Linked DNA regions of Pan troglodytes: region 2 is linked to region 1. Evidence: chromatin contacts called from public HiChIP or PLAC-seq data. All regions are on one chromosome and are shown on one strand. The core of a region is the stretch at or near the end of the contact, and the rest is flanking DNA. Distances in the headings are between cores, read along the strand shown.

The links. HiChIP or PLAC-seq counts read pairs in DNA pulled down with a chosen protein or histone mark.
Region 2: an H3K4me3 HiChIP or PLAC-seq map of stem cell-derived excitatory neurons shows a contact between it and region 1, with 7 times the contacts expected there. The contact joins the promoter of CARD8 here to the promoter of ZSWIM9 in region 1. A contact is called at or near these places in 1 of 7 Hi-C or Micro-C datasets (stem cell-derived neural progenitor cells) and 1 of 1 datasets of contacts at active chromatin or transcription factors (stem cell-derived excitatory neurons).

What each region holds. Positions count from the first base shown.
Region 1 is chr20:51,051,049-51,057,554 of NHGRI_mPanTro3-v2.0_pri, reverse strand. ZSWIM9 (zinc finger SWIM-type containing 9) reads right to left here and starts at 4,462. Exons shown (of 4, transcript XM_016936382.3): 1 at 4,390-4,462; 2 at 3,027-3,310. The coding sequence starts at 3,301. It overlaps LIG1 (DNA ligase 1), which reads left to right and starts at 4,447. Exons shown (of 27, transcript XM_024351498.3): 1 at 4,447-4,863.
Region 2 is chr20:51,195,906-51,202,706 of NHGRI_mPanTro3-v2.0_pri, reverse strand. CARD8 (caspase recruitment domain family member 8) reads left to right here and starts at 4,034. Exons shown (of 14, transcript XR_010153915.1): 1 at 4,034-4,156. It overlaps LOC134809117 (a long non-coding RNA gene), which reads right to left and starts at 4,273. Exons shown (of 2, transcript XR_010153918.1): 1 at 4,154-4,273; 2 at 1,757-3,598.

The sequences.
Region 1 (6,506 bases), core at 3,213-5,712:
GCTTACTGGTTACCTCTTCCAGGAAGCCTTCCAGAACCACCCAGTAAGCTTTCAGGTGGAGCTGACCACTCCCTTTGTATCCTCCTCTCATCTCCCCCTCAATCTCACTCTCACTGCTATGGGTCACTATCTATAATTTTTTTTGTTGTTTTTTGGTCTTTGTCTACCCCATTAAGTTCTGAGCTGTTCAAGAGCCGAGATCAGTCTTGGATTCTAAATGTCCAGTGAAGGGCATGCACATAGTAGGTGCTCAATAAGCATTTGTTACATTGGAACTGGGTTCTGTTAATAGGTTTCAGATTAGGCCTGAGCTTCTTTGAGCTTCTTGCAAGCTCTAACGTTCTAGGTTTCTGGGTGATGTGTGTGTTTGATGCTGTTCCACTTTCAGATCTCCGAGTCTCTGTTTCTAGAATAAGTAGTGAGAAAGAAGTTGCAAGAATGTATTTCACAATACATGTTTAAATAACTACCGGTGAAAGAGCTGTTAGAGTGTGCTTACTCTGTGCTGGATGCCTTTCTGAATAATTTACCTATGAGATAGACACTATTATGTCTCCCATTTTCCACATGAGGAAACTGAGGCCACAGAAAGGTGGAGTCACTCGCTCAACAGCATCCACCAAGCATCAGCAGTGCAATGGCCCAGAGTCCATGCTCTCGAATCCTGTAACAGCTATCACTTAACCAGCCACCCCATGTTCCAGGCACCAGGGTTATGTGTTTTTCTCATGTATGATCTCACAGTATCCTCACAATGGCCCCATGAGGCGGGTATCGTGATAACCCCATTTCAAAGGATGAGAAAACTGAGGTTTGGAGATGTGAAGTCCATTGCCCAAAGTCACCCATCCAGGAAGTCGTGGAGCATGTCTCAGGCAGCCTGAAGGCAGAGCCTGTGTTCTTAAGCACTCTGTTCTTGTCTACAGCTCCCCAACCAAGGGTCTCAAACTCACACACCTACTGGGACCAGGCAGGCAAAACAAGCAAAAGACAGTGCTAGGGATGAGGCAGCAGAGAGTGGCAGGGTTTGGGGCAAACCTGGGCAGCAAAGCCCAATCCAAGAGGGGTGGCCGTCTGCCAATGGAAACATGGGCTCACCTCTTCCGGTGTTCCAGTGGAAGCTGGAAACCTAACTGTGTGGGGAACAACCCCTGTTTAAAACTGGGGTCAGACCAGGCACCGTGGCTCACACCTGTAATCCCAGCACTTTGGGAGGCCAAGGCAGGCGGATCACCTGAGGTCGGGAGTTCAAGACCAGCCTGCCCAACATGGTGAAACCCTAAAAATACAAAAATTAGCTGGGCATGGTGGCGCATGCCTGTAATCCCAGCTACTGGGGAGGCTAAGGCAGGAGAATTGCTTGAGCCCAGAAGGCTGAGGTTGCAGTGAGTGGAGATTGTGCCACTGCACTCCAGTGTGGATGACAGAGCAAGACTCCGTCTCAAATAAAATAAAATAAAATAAAATAAAAAAAGCAAAATAAAATTGGGGTCAATTTGGCTGGGTGTGGTGGCTCAGCCTGTAATCCCAGCATTCTGGGAGGCCGAGGTGGGCAGATCACCTCAGCCTCCTTGAGGTCAGGAGTTCGAGACCAGCCTGGCCAACATGGTGAAACCCCATCTCTACTACAAATACAAAAATTAGGTGGGCATAGTGGCACACACCTGTAGTCCCAGCTACTTGGGAGGCTGAGGTGGGGGAATCTCTTGAACCCAGGAGTTGGAGGTTGCAGGGAGCCAAGATCGCACTACTGCTCTCCAGCCTGGGCAACAGAGTAAGACCCCGTCTCAAAAAAATAAAGAATAAATAAAATACAATTGGGGTCCATTAAAATACCCCTGGCCACCTGGGTGTGATTCTGGCTCTCCTGGATTTCTCACCTGCCACTCTTTGCACAGTTGTAGGGAACTACCTGTGAGCTTGTTCTTTTAACGTCAATCTTCCTGTCCAGTCAGAAAGTACCAGAAGGGCAGGGATTTTTGTCTCTTGCCCAACTCCATCGCTCCAACTAGAATATCCCCAGCCCACAGCATGGGACCTGGCCCCTTATTCACTGACTAGATGGATCCTTTTCCTTATCCTGCGGCTTCTCTGCAGTTCAGTCTCCCAGTCTCTGTCTCCCAGTCTTTGTCACATGTACAAAACCTGGCTCTTCTGTTTCCCTGGCTGTCTCTGGTGTCTCTGCCTCCATGTCTCCATGTTTCTGGAATTTTCCGTGACTTTTTTTCTCCTCTTGGGGTGTGTGTGTTTTACGCTCTGCCTCTCGAAGTCTCTATTACATTCTGTAAGTCAGGCCGGGCACAGTGGCTCATGGCTGTAATCCCAGCACTTTGGGAGGCAAGACGGGCAGATCACCTGAGGTCATGAGTTTGAGACCAGCCTGGCCAACATGGTGAAACCCCATCTCTACAAAAATCCAAAAATTGGCCAGGCGTGGTGGCACGTGCCTGTAATCCCAGCTACTCAGGAGGTTGAGGCAGGAGAAACGACGCTTGAACTCGGGAGGTGGAGGTTGCAGTGAGCCGAGATTGTGCCATTGCACTCCAGCCTGAGTGACAGAGCAAGACTCTGTCTCAAAAAAACAAAACAAAGCAAAACGAAACAAAACCAAAAACAAAAAACCACACAAAAATTAGCCGGGCATGATGGCAGGTGCCTGTAGTCCTAGCTACTCGGGAGGCTGAGGCGGGAGAATCACTTGAACCTAGGAGGTGGAGGCTGCAGATGGCACCATTGCACTCAAGCCTGGGCGACAGAGGAGACTCCATCTCGAAAAAAAAAAAGTCTGTAAGTCGGGCCCCCACCATCTCTTGCTCCGTGAGTATCTTTGTCTCTCTAGCTCCTCTTCTGTCTCTCAGTACATGTCCCTCCTTGACTCCCGCCTCTCTGCAAGGTGTATTTGGCTGTCTCAGTTGGCCTCTCCCCCTCTGCATCTCTGGGTGGGGTGTTCTCTGCCCGTCTCCCACCCACACCCACCGCCGGTGCTCCCCTTCCCCCCAGCAGGACAGCGGCTCAGGTTCACGCACCCCACGGCGGGCCGGCTGGGCGCACGCACGTCCTTGCACACAAGCCGCACGTAGCTGTACTTGAGCACGTCGATGAGCGTGTAGAGCGGGGGCGCACTGGCCCAGCGGCAGCGCGCCAGGTGCATGGAGCTCTTGACGAAGAAGAGCGCCAGCCGCTGCTGGCACCACGCGTCGAAGAAGCGGCTGAACTCGGCCCACGAGAAGAAGGCCCGCTCCCGCAGCTCCTGCTCCTCCTGCCCCGCAGCCGTGCCGGGTGGGGGCTCCGGCCGCTCCATCCTGGGGGCCTGCGTGGAGGAGAGGAGAACAGGTGGATATCAGACCCATTCCCACCCGGGGTATCTCATCTACTCCATTCTTGGCCTGCCCCGTCGGTTGCTGGTGCCTCTATCGAGGTGGGTAGCCCGGGGTCGGACGTGCCTGTTTTTCTCCAAATATATAAATATCAACCTCCATCCTATCTTTGGCCTCCTCCCACCGCCTTATCCCTGGTTCACTTGGAGCCTGTCATCTTGATTCCTAATTCCAGCTCGTCTCCTCCTCCGCAGATGTGACCCTTAGGTACAGTTGGAATCTCTCCTCCCAAAATACGACCCTTAAGCTCAGATGTCCCTTAAGGACATCTCCTCAAATGTGTTCTCAAATTCCAGCTAAAACCTCCTCCCCTTCCAGCTGTGTCTCTCACCCAAGAGTAACTTCTAAGGCTCGTATTCATCTGGAACTCCTCCTTCCATGTGCCAGCAGTTGGCTGTAACCCCTCCAAAGACGCCCCATCTCCAGATGTGCTCCCACATCCAGGCCACGGACCCCTCACCCGGTCACATGCTTCATGCACCTGTGGCTCCGCACTCCCCAGATGTGTCTCTGGCGTGCAGCTGTTGCCCCTTCCCCCGATTATGACCCTATGGCTCGCCACATGCAGCTGTAGCTGGGGCTTCCCTGAGACACTCTCATCTCCAGATGTACTCCCCACATGCAGTTATCCACGCTTCGCCTACAGGTGTGTGCCCCACTTGTGGCTAGTTCTCCTCGGAAGTGTCACCAGTATTCACCTGTGGTCCCCTCCTCCTCAGATGCGGCCCCCAGTCCAGCTGTGGGCCCCTCCTCCCAGTTACATCCACCATCCCCCGCAATATGCATCTTCGTTCTAGACATGGCCCCTCGTCCTCGGATGGGCTCCTTCACCCCAGATGCTCCCCCCACGTCCAGCTGCGCGTCTCCCCTCGAGCAGCCCCATCCAGCCCGCTCCCGACCCTCCTACTCCCCCCCGCCCCGCCCGCTGCGGCACCTTCCAGCCCCGCCGTCCCACCTAGCTGTGCCTCTCCCCTCCCCAAGATGTGCACCCTTCCCGCCCCTCCCCACTCACCTACCCGCCCCGGAGCGGCGTCCACCTCCCACAATGCCCCGCGCCCAGGCCAGGCCCGGCCCTTGCTCCCGGGATGCCCCGCGCGGACTCCCGCCTCTCTTCCCGCCGTGCCTCGCGCGGGCGCTTCCACCGATTCCTCCTCTTTCCCTGCCAGTCACTCCTCAGACCCTCAGCCACACCCGCTCATCCAGGGCGAGGGAAAGCGCGGGCATTTTCCCAGTGTGCTCTGCGGGAGGGCTCGCCCCACTTCACCCCTTTTCCCGCCCTCCTCCCATTCGGGAGACTACGACTCCCAGGGTCCTCCGCGCGACGGCGGCGGTGCGGACGGTGCCCAGGTCCCGCCCCTAGGCTCTGCCCCGCCCCCGCCCGCAGACGTCTGCGCGCGAATGCCGTGGCGCGAACTTGGGACTGCAGAGGCGCGCCTGGCGGATCTGAGTGTGTTACCCGGGCAGCGGCGCGCGGGACCAACGCGAGGCAAGTGGGGCCGTCCGCAAGCAGATGGGAGGCGGAGGGCGGCGGGTGCGCCGAATGCTTGGGGCCTATGCTTCGCCATGTCGGGGCGTCTGCAGAGGAATGGGCGTGGGGACGCTGAGGCTGCCGAGAGCGCGGTGGAGACGGAAGAGCGCGGGCTGCGGGCCGCCGGAGAGTGCAGAGAGGTGTCTCCCAGAGGGAGGGGGGCCAGGTAGAGGGTAGACGAGAGACAGAGACAGTTGGACAGGGCCTCTGAGAAGAGGCCTTGAGGGGCGAGTTCACCTGGAAGGGGGAGGGGCCAAATGGAGCTGAGGGGCGGGGCCGGGGGAAAAACTGTGTGGGCGGGGCCAGCTGGAAATCGGAAGGCCCCCCCCCAAGGGGCGGGGCTATCTGGGAGGGGGAGGGGCTGAAGGGAGCTAAGGGGCGGGGCCGGGGAAAAGATTGCGTGTGAGCGGTGCCACCTGGAAGGGGGAGGTGCCGAGGGCGGGGCTGGCTGGGAACCGGAAGTGCTGGGGGGCGGGGGCCACCTGGAAGTGCTGAGGGGGCGGGGGCCACCTGGAAGTGCTGAGGGGGCGGGGCTAGAAGAAGGTAAATCGCGGGCAGCAGCATCACCTGGAAGGAGTGGGCCCTACTGGAGGGAGATGGGTGGTGTCAGGGAGAGGTCAGTGGTAAGGTCCAGGTCTAGGTAAAGGGCTTGTAAAAGATGGAGAATCATCTGAATGGGGAGACGTCTGGCCTAATGTATGCTTGATAAAGGGATGGAGCTTACCTCTTGTTTTTACTTTTTATTTTGAAATAATTATAGATTCAAGGAAGTTGTGAAAAGAGTATATCCATCTTCCCCTAATGGTGACATCTTATGTAGTCCCAATATCGAAACCAGGAAATTGACATCAGTACAGTTCTGTTAACTAGATTACAGAGCTTGTTCAGTTTTCACCAGTTTGTGTGGTGTGAGTGTGATTGTGCATCTGTGTGCCCGTGCAGCTTGATTCCTTGTATAGATTTGTGTAACCCCCATCGTAATTGTGATATAGAACAGTTCCCTCTCCACATAAGAACTCCTCCCCAGGCCCCTGGCAACCGCTAATGTGTTCACCATCTCTAGTTTTGTCATTCGGAGGTTGTTATGTAAATGGAATCATATATTATTAGGATGTTACCTTTTTTCTACTCTGCACAATGCCCTGGAGGTCCACCCAAGTTGTTGCTTGTATCAGTGCTTCGTTTCTTTTTATTACTGAGTACTGTTTCATCCTCACTTGATATTTTTCCTGTCATTATCTCTTCATTTTGGTAACCGCTTTATTGAGATATAATTCACAATTATACAGTTTGCCCATTTAAAGTGTACAATTTTGCCCATTTAAAGTGTACAAGTCAGTGGTTTTCAGTGTATTTAAAGTGTATTTAAAGTGTATTTCAGTGTACTTAAAGTGCCCATTTAAAATGTACAAGTCAGTGGTTTTCAGTGTATGCGCTGAGTTGTGCAGTTATTACCATAATCGATTTTAGGATATTTTTATCATCCCCCAAAAAAACTCCTATACCTTTTATCCATCATTCATTTAATTTTAACCCTGAACAATATTCTACCATATGGTATTCCAGTAATGAGGGAACCAGTTCCCTAAGGGTAGACATTC
Region 2 (6,801 bases), core at 2,785-5,284, 150 kb before region 1:
TCTGAAATGCAGAAATAATGGCATAAGCTGTCTCCTCTCTCTCTCCACTGGGCTGCCAAACAGGGAGGGGCCCCCTGTCCGGTGGAAACATGACTCATGTGACCTTATCAATCATTAGAGATGACTCACACTCCTTACCCTGCCCCTTTTGCCTTGTATCCAATAAATATCAGCACAGCCAGGCATTCGGGGCCACTGCTGGTCTCCGCATCTTGGTGGTAGTGGTCCCCCGGGCCCAGTTGTCTTTTCTTCTATTTCTTTGTCTTGTGTCTTTATTTCTACGATCTCTCGTCTTCGCGCAAGGGGAGAAAGACCCACAGACCCTGTAGGGCTGGCCCCTACACTGAATGTCTGTTTATTTATATGCATAATAATCAACTCACATGTTCCAACTGAACAAACCAAATATTTCTATCCAATTTTCAATAAAAATATAAAAATCTACATATTTCATGTGTTTATGTTTGTTATGTCTCTCACAGCCTGCAACAAATTTAATTTAGCTATCCTCTGAACTACAAGCTTCCCTTTGTTATAATAAACACTTTTACTTTACTTAAGTATTGTTATTCCAGAGTTAATATAGTATGCATTCAAATTATTTCTTATTTAGTATTATTTTACCTAGTACCATTATATATTTAATTTTTTCTCGTGAAGCCAGGCACAGTGGTTTGTGCCTGTAGTCCCAGCTACTCGGGAGGCTGAAGTGAGAGGATCCCTTGATCCCAGGAGTTTAAGGTCACAGTGAGCTATGATGGCACCGCTGCATTCCAGTCTGGGTGCTAAAGCAATACCTCATTTCAAGAAACAAAATGGAATTTTTTCCTTATAAGAATCTTAAAGAAGCTATACATTATCTTTGCTAACTTTCTATAGGATTAACTAGAAGTTATTGAGACTTGATGTATAGTCTTTTTTTTATGAGCCAAAAAGCATCTCTCACTTTAATTACACCTGTATCAGGAGAATTCTGATCAATTACAGCAGTTGTAGTTTCTGAGAACTTGGATAAATACAAACATGAATTACATAAAATTTATATAAGTCCAGATATTCAAAAATGAGAAATAATGTAATATATGATCGAAGTAATATCAAGACAATATATAGGTAAATCACTCAACAATTACTGGGAATATGTATCAAGTCTTGTTTGGAAAATTCTACCTGGTACTTCTGAAATGAACAAGGCAATGGGAAATAAGAGTTTATCTTGTTTATTACTGAGTATCAATGAAAGCAATAAGGTGAACGGAAAAGTCCATGCAAACTCCATTTTCAGAATAACGAGGAGACAGATAGAATTCACAGATCCAAATGTTTCTCACCAGCTGACAAAACTGTGTTAAGTCAGGGTGGAGCACGGTGGAGGAACAGGGAGGAAGTGCAGAGTGAGAAAACATAAAGAAGTCAGGAAGTGCCAGAAGAGTAATTTCCTGTGAGTAAAGCCTCATACTCGGTGATTTATCTACAGAGTTTGAATACAAGAGCTCTGAGGTCTGGGCAGTTGGAGTGGAGGCTGAGCAAGAGATAAATGTGGTAGAGGCAGTGTGGATGGGAGATCCTTGAAGATAGAGAAATGCCCTAGTGTGACAGAGTACAGAAATACTACAGAAACTCACGTGTAGAAAGAACGTTCTGCATATAATCAGGCATGGAATGGTCCCATGCATTCCATGATAATTAATAAAAAGATATTGGCAGAGCATTGCTTAAAGGCACTGCAAGAAAATAGGTGAGAAGACCAGGAAGTTTTATTTATTTATTTTATTATTTGTTTTCGAGATGAAGAACAATCAAAGGAAAATGATGGTCGGAAATTAACAATCATTCTTGGGCGCGGGGAAAAAACTCCACCCACAATTCCTAAGTAAAAAGGGTTACACACATTCTCGGCATACTAAGTCTCTCTCAGGCCAAATGTGTTCATGTGAACACTATGAAGGCATTCCAGCTGAGGTCAGGAAAGTACCAAGTATGACCTTCCCTATTTAAGTTAAAATATTGGAAGCTTATTCCAAAATATTGGAATAAATTTGAAATACAGTGATTGAATGGAAGGACATTAAATTATAACTCATTAGACATGTTATTTTACTCTATAGACAAACACAACAAATCACCTGAAATAAGCTACAAAAGATAAACCAGTAAGTTAGAGAAATAATCTTTTTGTTTTGAGATGGAGTCTCCCTCTGTTGCTTAGGCCAGAGTGCAGTGGTGCAGTCTTGGCTCACTGCAACCTCTGCTTCCTGAGTTCTAGTGAGTCTCCTCCTCAGCCTCCCAAGTAGCTGGGATTACAGGCATGCGCCACCATGCCTGGCTAATTTTTTTTGTATTTTTAGTAGAGATGGGGTTTCACCATGTTGGACATGCTGGTCTTGAACTCCTGACCTCAGGTGATCTGCCTGCCTCAGGTTCCCAAGTGCTGGGATTATAGGCTTGAGCCATTGCGCCTGGCCAGAAGAATCTTAATGTACAAAAATGAATAGGTTTTTAATACAACAGACCATCCCAATTCCATGAAAGAAGAAAATACACCCATTAAAACAGAAACTATGGTGCCTAGAATTAAACTGCACAAAAAACTACATGACCCATATAATTTTTTTATGTTGAAATAATTTTAAACATGCAAAACTAGCAAAGATTCATATAAATCCTCAACCAGCCTATCCTGATGTTAGCTATATATATAATTGTATTATATGTATAATAGTTGTTATATATAAAACTGTATATATACATTTATTGTATTATATATAATCATATATATACATTTATTGTATTATATATAATATACAACTGTATATGTAATTGTAATATAATAATTATATACATACTAGTATATGTAATACAATTATCCAACCAGGAAATTGATGTCAGCATATCGTACCATTACCTAATGTGCAGACCTTATTTGAATTTTGTCAATATTTCTCTTAACGTCCTCTTTCTTCTCCAAGATCGAATCGAGGATCTCACATTGCACTCAGTTGTTATGTCCTTAGATTCCTCCAGGCTGTGACCGTTTCTTATTCTTCCCTCGTCTTTTGTGATTGTGACACTTTTGCTGAGCATGGCCAATTATTTTACAGAATGTTTATCAATTTGGATTTCTTTGATGTTTTCTCACGATTAGGCTGAGGTCACGCATGTTTGTCTTCTGTGTTCAGTCAACATGCCCCATCCTTTTTGAAATATTTCTTCATGTTCTGGCGTCACAATTTGTTCCAATGTTATCTTATATATTCCTGCCCCAGCCCTCGAAGTAACCATTTCTCCACAGATCCTTCAAAATAGTGTTTAGAAACCAAGGCCGGGCACAGTGGCTCACGCCTGTAATCCCAGCACTTTGGGAGGCCGAGGCGGGCTGATCTCGAGGTCAAGAGATGGAGACCATCCTGACCAACATGGTGAAACTCCGTCTTTACTAAAAATACAAAAAATTAGCCGAGCGTGGTGGCATGCGCCTGTAATTCCAGCTACTCGGGAGGCTGAGGCAAGAGAATCGCTTGAACCTGGGAGGCAGAGGTTGCAGTGAGCCGACATTGCTCCATTACACTCCAGCCTGGGTGACAGACGGAGACTTCATCTCAAAAAAAAAAAAAGTAATATTGATTAAAAATCAAATTGCATGAGAATGCATAGCAGGATACCAAGCAAATACAACTTTTAAATATTACAGAAAATGATATTTAAAATACAAACCAAATACATAAATCATGCAGGCGGATTAAGACGTTTCTGGATAGTGGTAACAGCTGAGAGTGGCTGGATGAATTCCAGAGAAATTTCATATATTGCTTCAATTTTATTTAAAATATACTATTACCTATGTCTTAGATATTTTATTTTAAATAATGAACAAGGATATTATAAACTCTGCAGAAGTAAGTGAAATCGTGTTTTTTTCCTGCCCACATTAAAGATGGCCCAGATGCTTGCACTGACCCCATTGACTGCCCACAGCCATCATGGCGACCGGAAGTCCTGGGAGCTTACTTCCCTCAGTTCTCAGAAAGCCCGCCTCCTCTGCGAGCGTTATTTCAAAAGAAGTTGAGAACCAGAGAAGCCGACCTAAGGGTATTCTCCCATTTGGCCCGTCCTCCCCTAAAGTCACCACCTGCTGCTTTTCTGGAGCGTTTACCAGGTGAGTTTCAGGAGCCCTAGCGTACAGGAAGGAGAAACGGAGGCTTGTTGGTAGGACACCGCCAGGCTGCTCTGTGTTCTGTTCCTCTTGGTCAGCAAGGAAGGAGTACGACAAAGTGAGAAGTTCATATGAGCGTGTCAGAAGGGGAAATAGGGCCCCTCCGTTGTTAAAAACAAAACCCTCTGGAAGCTCGGCATCCTGTCATAACTTAAATTTATGACTTCAGTGACTTGGCTTGGACAGTCTTAATAATCTCTCTCATACTCAATTTGTTTTAATTTCTGTAATAATTTTTATACCAATGTTTATGTTGTTAATACTAATAATTTTACACTGTAACTGTATAACTTTAATTATTAAAAGTGTTAACCTAACTAACAAACATATGAAAGCTTCCTAAGGGAAACAATTTTTTTTTTCTTTTTGAGATGGAGTCTCGCTCTGTGGCTAGGCTGGAGTACAGTGGCATGATCTTGGCTCACTGCAACCTCTGCCTCCCAGGTTCAAGCGATTCTCGTGCCTCAGTCTCCCAAGTAGCTGGGGCTACAGGCGTGCGCCACCACACCCAGCTAATTTTTTATTTTTTAGTAGAGACGGGGTTTCACCATGTTGGCCAGGATGGTCTCCGTCTCTTGACCTCGAGATCAGCCCGCCTCGGCCTCCCAAAGTGTTGGGATTACAGGCGTGAGCCACTGCGCCCAGCCGGAAACAATGTTTATTTGGGAATAGAGCATTGCAATTGGGACTAGACATGCCGTATTAAACTATGTGTATATTCAGGGAGATAAAGGAAGACAGAAATGGGGAGCATTGCATATTGTTTTAACAGAATTTTCCTTGGCTACAAAGATGAGTAACAAGGGTGACATTAGTCCTAGGTTGGACCAGCAGTTGCTGGGCAGCATTCCTTGCAGAAATATATATTTTTTTAAGGTTGTGAAGACCTTTATGCAGGGTTGTGGGTTTTGTAGAGTCTTTTTCATCTTCAGGCATGCAAGGATAAGAGCCCTCTCTTCATGGCCTTCCTGGCTCTATTTGTCAGGGTTATCTTAACATAAGTGACTCCATATTGTTCTGACAACTTTCAGATTTCCCCTTGTGATCAAGAAGTTTCTCTGAAAGCATTCTCCTGCCTCAGCCTCCCGAGTAGCTGGGACTACAGGTGCCCACCACCACACCCAGCTAATTGTTTTTGTGTTTTTAGTAGAGACGGGGTTTCACTATGTTGGCCAGGCTGGTCTCGAACCCCTGACTTGTGATCTGCCCACCTCGGCCTCCCAAAGTGCTGGGATTACAGGGATGAGCCACCGCACCAGGCCTGCATTTCCTTTTTCAAAGAATTACTGTGGCATTTTTTCCAATGTCATTGTGTTCTGTGGTTCTTATCTAGTCTTCACATTTATTTACATAATGAACTTTCAGTGATGGATTTCTACAGAATTTTTGTCACTAAGTGGTTGCCTAGAAGTATATATCCTAAGATTGAACATATTGAAATATGAGCTAACTTTTCTCATTCAATTATTGATTACTTAGTTTATTTATTATTTGGGGGATGGGATCTTGCAATGCTGCCCAGACTGGGCTCAAACTCCTACCTCAGCCTCCCAAGTAGGTGGGATTACAGGCATGTACTACTTCACCTGGCTCAATTATTTATTATTTATAATTCATTATACATATATTCAGATAACTTAATCTGTGCATTAAACTCTTCCACTTTGTTGATAGTCATTTCTGTGTTTGCTATGTGGCTACATATGTATGCTATGTGTTTCCTCTATGCTTGAGATAGGATGATGGGGATTCTTCGATGGCTGTGTGAGTTGTTATTCTAGGGCACTTAAGTCAAGAATATGAATTGCTTTGGTCAATTTTTTATATCTTTACTGATACTCTGTTATTCTGTTAATTGCTGAAAGACTATTGATCAGATTTCCCACAAGAGTGGAGGATTATTCTATATCTGTTTATCATTCTACCCATGTATACTATATACATATTGAAAGTGTGAATATGTATACACAAAATTAAAATTGTTATTCTTATTGAAGTGATCTACTTTATACTTAGTAATGCTGTTTAGGTAAAATATATTTTGTCTAATATTATTGGAGGTGCACCTGCTCCCCATTGATTACATTTTTACACAGATAGTCATCTTGCATTCTTTTATTGGAATCTTAATATAACTTCTTTGGGTTTATCCCCTGTAAGATGGAGGGAAATGCTCTTGAAGCCTAATTTGTCTGACATTCATATTGTTGCTCCAGATTCTTTTTAATAACCATGTATATGGTATATCACTGCCACCGTCATATGAGGGGTGGGGAAGTGGCCCCACTTGGAAACATTTTTGCAGATGAGTATTTAAAATGATAAATGTTGGCCAGGCACAGTGGCTCACACCTGTAATTACAGCACTTTGGGAGGCTGAGGCAGGCGGATCACGTGAGGCCAGGAGTTCGAGACCAGCCTGGCCAAATTGGTGAAACCCCGTCTCTACAAAAATACAAAAATTAGCCAGGCATGGTGATGCATACCTGTAATCCCAGTCACTGCAGCTCCCTGCACCTGTACTCTCACACCACATTCTCTTAACCAGTCCTATTCTTTTTAGCTCCTGTCATGTGTACATACACGTT